Regions from separate parts of the Mus musculus genome. Here region 2 is linked to region 1. A link is a contact called in public Micro-C data. All regions are on one chromosome and are shown on one strand. Each heading gives the region's core, a stretch centred on a gene start, on an enhancer-like site or on the middle of the called end of the contact. The rest is flanking DNA. Distances are from core to core; before and after follow the strand shown.

The links. Hi-C and Micro-C count contacts between places; a contact is called where the count stands out from the background.
Region 2: a Micro-C map of embryonic stem cells shows a contact between it and region 1, with 2.1 times the contacts expected there. The contact joins the promoter of Ptprz1 here to the promoter of Wnt16 in region 1. A contact is called at or near these places in 2 of 39 promoter capture datasets (embryonic stem cells and hippocampal neurons) and 1 of 484 Hi-C or Micro-C datasets (embryonic stem cells).

The regions. Positions count from the first base shown.
Region 1 is chr6:22,285,950-22,290,290 of GRCm38.p6, forward strand. Wnt16 (wingless-type MMTV integration site family, member 16) reads left to right here and starts at 2,278. Exons shown (of 4, transcript NM_053116.4): 1 at 2,278-2,652; 2 at 2,832-3,079. The coding sequence starts at 2,558.
Region 2 is chr6:22,873,077-22,877,417 of GRCm38.p6, forward strand. Ptprz1 (protein tyrosine phosphatase, receptor type Z, polypeptide 1) reads left to right here and starts at 2,426. Exons shown (of 30, transcript NM_001081306.1): 1 at 2,426-2,808. The coding sequence starts at 2,751.

The DNA of each region.
Region 1 (4,341 bases), core at 1,028-3,527:
AAATCTTTTTTTAAAAAAAAAATGAAAAGAAGAAAGAGACAGAGTAAAAGGAAATCTGCGGGCATATAACAGGCTCTCACTTGTGAAAGTTCACAGAGCCTGGCACTCACCTGTCTGCTCACTGAATGTCAAGTGTACCCCTCCAGCTGGGTGAACTAATGGACACGTCTACTTTGTTATAAAAGCCCTAGACCACATGAAAGAGACACTATAGGACTGTCTTGGACCTGAAAATGTTGTGCTGGTGGGCTGATTCCCTAAATGGCATGTTCTGATGTCTCTCCCAAGGCTTTAGCAGAATGCCTGTGCAGCACTGGATCCCTAGAGGAAACATGAAGGCAGGATTCAGCAGGCTCGTCCATTTGGCCCACAACTCTGGATTATCCTCGCTGTGTGTTCACGGCACACTTTACTTCCCACACTGACTGTATCAGAATGTAATTGTGAGTTTACTTGTCTGTTTTGTCAAGTAAATTATGATCTCTACAGCTGTGTGGTTCAGTGCCAGTCTCACATTTTAACCCAAAGCAGTCTCAATATATATTTCTGAATTAAAAAAAAAAATCAAACACAGTTGGCCTTTAAAAATCAGCTTAAGCAATTGATGTTCTCCACACCCTCTACCCAAACCCAAGATTGCACCCTCTCCAGTTTCCCTTACAAGGAAGAAATGTCTCTATTTTCAGCCTTTAGGCCACTTAGGCATCTGTTCGGGATGTTCCTCATCATGTTAATCCACTCTGTGAGCTGCGCTTCAAAAGACTATCTGCTTCTCCGGGACCAATGGCCGTGGAACAGCTATGGGTGTACTCTGGTCCCTTCTTGGAGAGGCTTAGAGGATAAAGTGGGCTTGGATAAAGGCTCCGACTTTCAGAGAGGCCACTAGCTATTAGCCAAAATATTTCTGGATCAGTAACCATACCCTATCATCAACTTGACTTTCTAAAAATTACAGTGTGGTTTTAGGACCTGGTACGTAGTGTGCGCGCAGTGCTTGCTGGATAAAGGAGTGAATGGGACAGGATGGGTGTGTGAGTGAGCTTTGATTGACCTTAAGTGAGGCTGAGTATTAAAAGCAAGCAAAAGCTGTCCAAGCCTTTCAGCGCTGAGGCTAAGTGTGGTCACCCACCGAGATGATAGCACCTGGAGAGTTTACTAACATTCCAGATGTCCTCTTGGGAGCAGGTGAAAACCCTGTGCCTGTAAGTAGAGGAGGCGGGGCTCTCTGATACCACAACAAAGCATATTCCTGGCACCTTCAAAGGGTTCTTGAAGACAAAACTCTGACTGCTTCTCAGAACCCTTCCTGCTTCTAAAGTACATTTGGTGAAAGCCTAAGCTGCCAATTCCATTTACCTATAATCTCTGTTACTGATGATCAGAATTCATCTGGCCTTAGATTTGTCTGCCTGGCTGGGTTTTACACTGGTGGAAAGGGGTCTTATTTCCACAAACTTCCATAGGTCTGGGCATGCAGTTGGTGTGGGTGCAGGATTTCTGTTGTCGTTGTTTCCACTCGGTAGCCCTGTGGAAGGTATCCTTGGGTGGGGGGTGGGGTCAGTGTGGGTCAGAAGAGGGTAGGGACAGCGTTCATCTATTTGGAATGCTCTAGTCAGCTCTCACCCATTTGTCTGCCTGCCATTTTCCCCCTTAGAAAAGCCTGTGCTCCCAAAAGCTACAGAAATAAGACAAATGAGAAAAGCCATCACAGAACCTAAGTAAAATACGGGGAAATTTGATGGAAAGCTGGAAATAAATGTGTATACAATGACACGAAAAGAACCCTTCTCGCCTATCCTCTCCGCTTCCAAGGGTGGAAAGATCAGCTTTTTGTGGTATCAATTCTGACCTTATAAAGATAATTCACCAGTGAGAAATACAAGAAAGAAGAGCAGAGTGCTCCGCCCCCCTCCCTTCGGGCCCCCCCACACCTTTACCCTTTTTACTCAAAGGGTAAATCTAGATGTGGCTAGATTTTCTCTCAAGGATGCTAAGAAGTGCTCATCGTTTCTTTGCTCTCCGCTTGACTCAGTCTCGCAGTGACCTCCTCTAAGGACATTGTGAGAGGAGGAAAGGTCGTGACACTCCCAGGTCTAGTTAGACAGTCACGGAGGCTCAGCCCAGGAGCGCCCCCCGCAGAGCCCACTGTTAGCCAATGAGACACTGAAGTTTCCAGATGGTGAGGTACAGGGTTGCTGCTGAGCCAATCAGACTCCAGGCGCGGTCAGGGGGGGAGGAGATGCGAGGAGAAGCCTGGGGCGATGGAGACACAGAGACATCAGCAGAAGTTTCTCACCTTGGAAAGTGAGGGAAGCTCCCGCATCTCCAGCTCATCCTCACCTCTGCGCCAGAGGACCTTAGGCTACTTTCTCCGCCTTATCTTGCCTAGGGGACTGCTGATAGTCTCTGTCCTTGCTGCCCTGTTTAATGTTACCTTCCAGGGGAAAGAGAGCAAGGAACAACTGGGTGCTAAGAAACTGACCCCAGGCCCTGCGGGCCTCTGGAGAGAGGAGACAGAGGAGGAGTGGCTGGGGCTGGGGGTCTCCATGCGTGGGCCATGGACAGAGCGGCGCTCCTGGCCCTGCCCAGCTTGTGTGCGCTGTGGGCAGCCGTGCTGTCGCTGCTCCCCTGCGGAACCCAGGGCAACTGGATGTGAGTATGGGCTCTGTGGAGGCATATAGGGTGGCTGGTCAAAGGAATGACCCAACTAGTGGGCTTTCAACTTGAGGCTGGGAGAGAAGGGGTGGAGACCCTAGGAACGCTGACCTAATGCTTTTGGGGTGGGGGAGGGAAAGGGGAGAGGCTTACCTCAGGGGTGCCGCGTCTTACAGGTGGTTGGGCATCGCCTCTTTCGGGGTACCGGAGAAGCTGGGCTGCGCCGACTTGCCGCTGAACAGCCGCCAGAAGGAGCTGTGCAAGAGGAAACCGTACCTGCTGCCTAGCATCCGCGAGGGCGCCAGGCTGGGCATTCAGGAGTGCAGAAGCCAGTTCCGACACGAGAGGTGGAACTGTATGGTCGCCACTACCACTTCCACCCAGCTCGCCACAGCCCCCCTCTTTGGCTATGAGCTGAGTAGCGGTGAGTCACCAGGACCCTCGGGGATGGTAGGACATACAAGGCGACAGCTTTTCTGCGCGTTCCTTCGATAGAGTGTATAGCGCCTGCACAATTCGGTGCTGGCAAGGTCTTCAATATGGAACATTTGGTGCGAGGTGGGGGTGGGGGAAAACTGGGGCAACAAGGGCCAGCCCCCAGTGTGCAGGTGCGGCCCTGGGGAGGGACGTCCGAGATCTACAGAAGGACTCTTAGAAGGGCTGAAATTCTCCTTGCTTCCCCTGGCCCCTGCCAAAGTTTCAGAAAAACTGAGTTCCTATCCCGTCGACCCCAAGGACCCCATGGCGCCCCGCTCCGTGGGTGACCAGCTGGACAAACATGAGGTCTACAGCCGAGAATGATGCAGCCGCATCTGCTTTGATTTAAGCAGCTCTGTGGCGCCCAGAGCTGCGGACAAGTGGCAATTGAAGCACAGCCGCACGTTTTACTGACTCCTGGGAACACCAGGTTTAGTGCACGATGGTGATTTTTTTTTTAAGGGACTGTCACCTGAGCGCGACTTCTGTGTCCCCCACTTTTCTGTTTCTTCCATCTCTCCTTGACCGGGCGGGAGCTCTCTCTGCGGTACGGGGAAAGTGCGGTGGAAAAAGAAAAAGTTCTTCCTACAGACGTGGTGACTTAGCGGGGCTAGTGGTGCTAGGATGCTTCCTGAGATATTAGCAAAGTAGGAGTTTTAGGCCTGAGGCACTGAAAGATGCGCTGTCGTTTTTTTAAAGTTCATTTCCGTTCGTACTGCACTTTGACCCTTCTCCAGTCAGTTTCTGCACGCGCCTCCACAGAGCTGTGCGTCCCAGCTCTGAGTTTTGTCTGGCAAGTGATGCTGAAGGATCCCTGGCCTGGGGGTGGGGGTGGGGTAAGGGCTAAGAACCAGGAGGAGAAAGAAAAAGTAAGAAAGAGAGAGAATGTGTCCTAAACAGTTGCTGAGATGCAGAAGCATTCGTTACCGAAAAGGTTTATTGGACAACCGGCGTGAAGCAGTTTCTATTCCAATCTAAACATCTGGAAAGAAAAAAGTTGCCTGCTGAGTCCTTCCGAGTCTGTTTTATGAATGTCTTAATGGAAATTTGATTTCAAAGATTTTAACTCCAACTTTACTGATGGAGTACAAAGTGCAACTGTTTCAAAATAGTATACTTTTCCACAACAATGCATTTTTACAAGTTTTCAATGATCTTGTTCTCATTAGTTATATGACCATAAAGCCAGCTGCACTGCACTGTGTAAAA
Region 2 (4,341 bases), core at 1,176-3,675, 590 kb after region 1:
TCTCCAGCTTAGCTGCTTCGATGGCCTACTTTTCAAGGACTTCAAGCTTTCTCTCACTAATCTCTCCACGGAACTATCAGAGCCACATCAGTTTTTCTCCACCTCAACCTCTCATTGCTGCCACTCTAAAGAATTAGTTAACACTCAGTTTCCCCTAAAACCCCCAGAACAGAATGATCTCTCCTCATGGTGGCTTTTGTGCCTTCAAGAATATTGGCAATATTCCTAACCACAGAATGAAATTATGGGGATCATAGATTCACCTGTTGGCTCTTCCAGAGAGACTTTAGTTCCTCCTGGGGCTTTGTTTGGTGAATCAAATCTAATACCAACTAATGAAGAGCTAACATAATCATTCTTATTGCTGGACTATTATTCTCCCAGGATGATGGAGAACCCTTGATAACTGAGATGCACTTGATTACATATGTTTTCCCTGTGTAAACTTAGCTTCTATTTTAATTTTACATCTATCTATCTATCTATCTATCTATCTATCTATTCATTTGGGGGTGGTGCATGCCACAGCATTTAAATAGAAGAGACAGGACAACCTATGAAAGACACTTCTCAGTGAGGCTGGTGCCTTTATCCACTGAGCCGTCTTGCAGTAGCCAGCATCTTCTACTAAGCAGTTGAAGTTCCTTCTGTGTTTCCCTAGGAGTTCAAAGTGAGAAGGCTTAGCATTTCCGGTATGAGCTTCTCCACAAGGAAATCAATGCTTGCCACAGTATGAACATTCTTAGTCTGACGGAAATGACAGTGCTTTCAATATAACATGTGACTTCGGTGGCTTTCAGTTTGGTTTCCAGCCTGTTTGATAATCAGATTCTCCAAATGTCCTTTCTGCAAATCTCTAGGAAAACGTCCCTGCCCACTCCAGCTCACATTCAATAAACACTGTTTTTCATTTTTCCCCCTGAACTCTGGATACACTTCCAGTGGATATACACACCTGTTGGTATGTTAGCAAAAATGACCAGAAATTTTCTTGCCTTATGGAAACTCTCAATCTCTATTATAATCCTCGAGGCATTTCTATTTCAAGGAGTGAGAAGAATAGGGTAAGGGTCAACTTCTTATACCGATATGTGTTCCTAAACAAACACTCTAGCTTCAAGACCCGTCCTTTCCTGACGACATGCATTCACCATCCACGAATCGATAGCAAGCTGCATCATTAGCTCTGTCCATTGACCCCAGTGTTCAGAGGCGGTGGGAATTCTGTGAGAACGGGTAGTCACAGCTGAAACAGACTTGGAATTCCAATTTGTATGCATTAAGCATCCTTTGTATTTTATAAAGCTACAGCACTGGCTTTGAGACAATAACAGAACACAAGAGTACATGCTGTACAGATCCCTACATCAAACGGTACCAGGGATAGTTCCGGAACTTGGTTTTCTCTGCCTTTGAATGTGACTCCCAAAAGGCTCTGAATAGAGTCTCTTATCAGTGTAAAATGTAAAATAACTAAACCCCATCGTGTATATGAAAATCTCACAAATATTTAGGTCGATGTATTTAGGCTATTGACTGACATCACCACCAGTTAACTTGTTTCATGTGGACCTCAACATAATTCAACAAACATTTCAGGAATACCTATTCAACTCCCTACCCCGCCCCCCAAGTCAGGAGTTCAGGTTATAGCACTCACGCTCCTACACAGCAAACAAACACCTCCATAGAAACAGGCTCCTAAGGAAAGAACGACATGCTCAGCTCCGAGGAAGCACAGGGTGTGTATTATATTTCTTTTGTGTACCCTTCAATCTAGCAATTAAAAAAAAAAATCTTTCTACAGGAGGACCCTGTGCAAAGAGACACTTGGGGAGTTCCATCCAGCAGGACCAGGGCAGTGTTGACAGTTCCCCACAGCCGCGCAGAGCAGGACAGAATGATTGGGGTCTAATGAAGGGTCAGCCAGGACCAAATGGTCACAGTAGTGCTGCAAATGATTGGACTTAACTACCCTAATGGTAATGGGAGCTGGAACTACTTTACTCACTAAGAAAATGGAAAGGGGGGCGGGGAGAGCTCAGTTTACCCAGGCCCCCTTCAACCCTTCCGGATAGGACCATCTTGGTAACTGCAGAGACGACAATAAACAAAGAAAAAAGACTTTCCCAGGGGTGAAGTCAAAAGGTCGGCCCCAAGCTGTGCGGGACAATGGGGACCCAGCCTCCTCTTGTGTCTTCCTAGTGGGTGAAGGAGCCTTAATGAAGAGACCTTTTTCACCGCGAAGATTCTAAGCCCCAGCGGGTTCCACCTCCAGCCCTGGGCGGGGGAGGGGCGCGGGGCTGGGACAGGCTGGGCCCCGCCACGCCCCTCTTTCTGCTGCTGCGCGACCCCGGCCCCCGCCTGCGCTCCTGCTCCCCCGCCCCCGCGCACTGCGCGTGCCCAGCCCGGAGCGCGTCCCCGCAATTCCGCGCCGCTGCGCTGCGAGCGCTCAGATCCTGGCCGCTGCAGCCCGCTCAGGCAGGGGACAGCGTCCCGCCTGAAGCCAGGCGCTTGGTCCAGGCTCGGTCCCCGCACCCACGCGCCGCCTAGCCTTGTATTCTCTTCTTCTCTCTTCTCTTCCTCTCTCTCTCTCTCTCTCTCTCTCTCTCTCTCTCTCTCTCTCTCTCTCTATCACTCGTTCACCTAGACCCTGGCCAGTCACCGGCGTCCCCTGCCTCGGTGTCCCCACCCTCTGTACCCTAAGCTGTACCCCTGCGGCTGGCGAGGGGCCGCGGACCGGGCTGGAGATGCGAATCCTGCAGAGCTTCCTCGCGTGCGTTCAGCTCCTGTGCCTGTGTCGCCTGGGTAAGTGATAGGACCTCGGCGGGGCACCCGCGCGGGGCTCAGTCTCTGGGACGCAGCTTGGGTGGGGGATTTCAGAACATTGGGTAGCACCCCAAGAAGAGTTATCCCGAACCTTTCGATGTCACTTGCACCGGCTGCGCCCTCATCCCCTCAACTACCACCTGCTGGGTCCCTCTACTGAGACTCCTTTGGTCAGGACACCTAGACACAGGAGGTCGCCGCCTGTCAGGGTCCCCTCGCATGCGTGCTCTCCATATTGCAAAAAGTGGAAATAGCCTTGTAGACCTACATAAGAGAATGAGTCGGTGACTAGAAATACACTACAGCAGTGGCGAGGGGCTGCGACCTAAACGTTCCTTTCTATGTTGCCACTGTAGTACTGTGGACTTGAACGGAAGGCACACGTGTCTGTCTTGAATTACGCACACGCACCTGAAAGGCACTGAGCTGAACAAGCATCGACCTGACTTTTCTAGTACTTTCAATTTAGTCACGTTCAAGTCCAGGCAGTCACTTACAAAAAAGTTCCAGTCAAATCTCTATGAGCATTCTGCCCCCAGCTTCCAGAGAGAAGAGCTGCAGGTGATGGGCGAACAGGGACACAGCACCTTCGCAGGCGTCCGAACCTTACAAGTGTTAAGTGGATATTACTCTCTGCAGTCAACGGTGTGAATATTTACTGGGAATGAGGGTGCAGACTTAGGTTTCTAAAAAGAAAACAAAAAGTAAAACCTGTCTTTTGTTTTGTTTGTTGTTTTGTTTCCTTATTTTAACTACTAAAAGCCCCTTTCAAATGCCTGTTGGAAGACATTGACCTAAAAATTAGAATGTGTACCTCGATTTGTGAGTATAACTGTTTAGCTCCCATCAGTCCTATAGCCCCACTTTTAAATTTCGTTTATAATAAAGGATATATTAAACATGCACTTCCAATCCGATGGAGAGTGCTCCTCTTAGCACCTTCGCGAACAGAAGTCATTTCTAGTTCTGACTGATGAGACTTGTGTAGGTCACTATGGTGATGACTGCCTGTAATCCACTCTGAGTATTCACCTAACCTCAATCCCCAAGGCTTGGTGAAAGTATTCAGAGCCGTCTTGGCCAATGCCTTGTAGGCAGCCACTCAGCTGACAGATCCCCTGACCTTCCCTGACAGGGCAGGCTTGAAGTTGGTTGTTGAATCCCAAGGACTCTGGTTCTTTAGAAATGTTCTTCCAATCCATACCTGTTGAATTGACATTTCCACATTCCAGCCACAGACATTTTAGCAACAAAGCCAGGTCCTCTTGATACTTAAATTATTGTTTAAGGAGATCTTACAGCATTAGGGAAGCAAATTACAGTATTACTCTGCACTTCAGCAAAACACAAGCCCAAGACTACATTAGGACTGGTTTTAATTGAGGAGAAACATTAGTTGCCACACAATGTATCTGTTTGAAGCACAATGTTCAGTGGTGTTTACTATATTCACAGAGTTGTCTGCTATCACTGACATCTGATCCCAGAGCATGGCATCAGCCCTCCTTGATC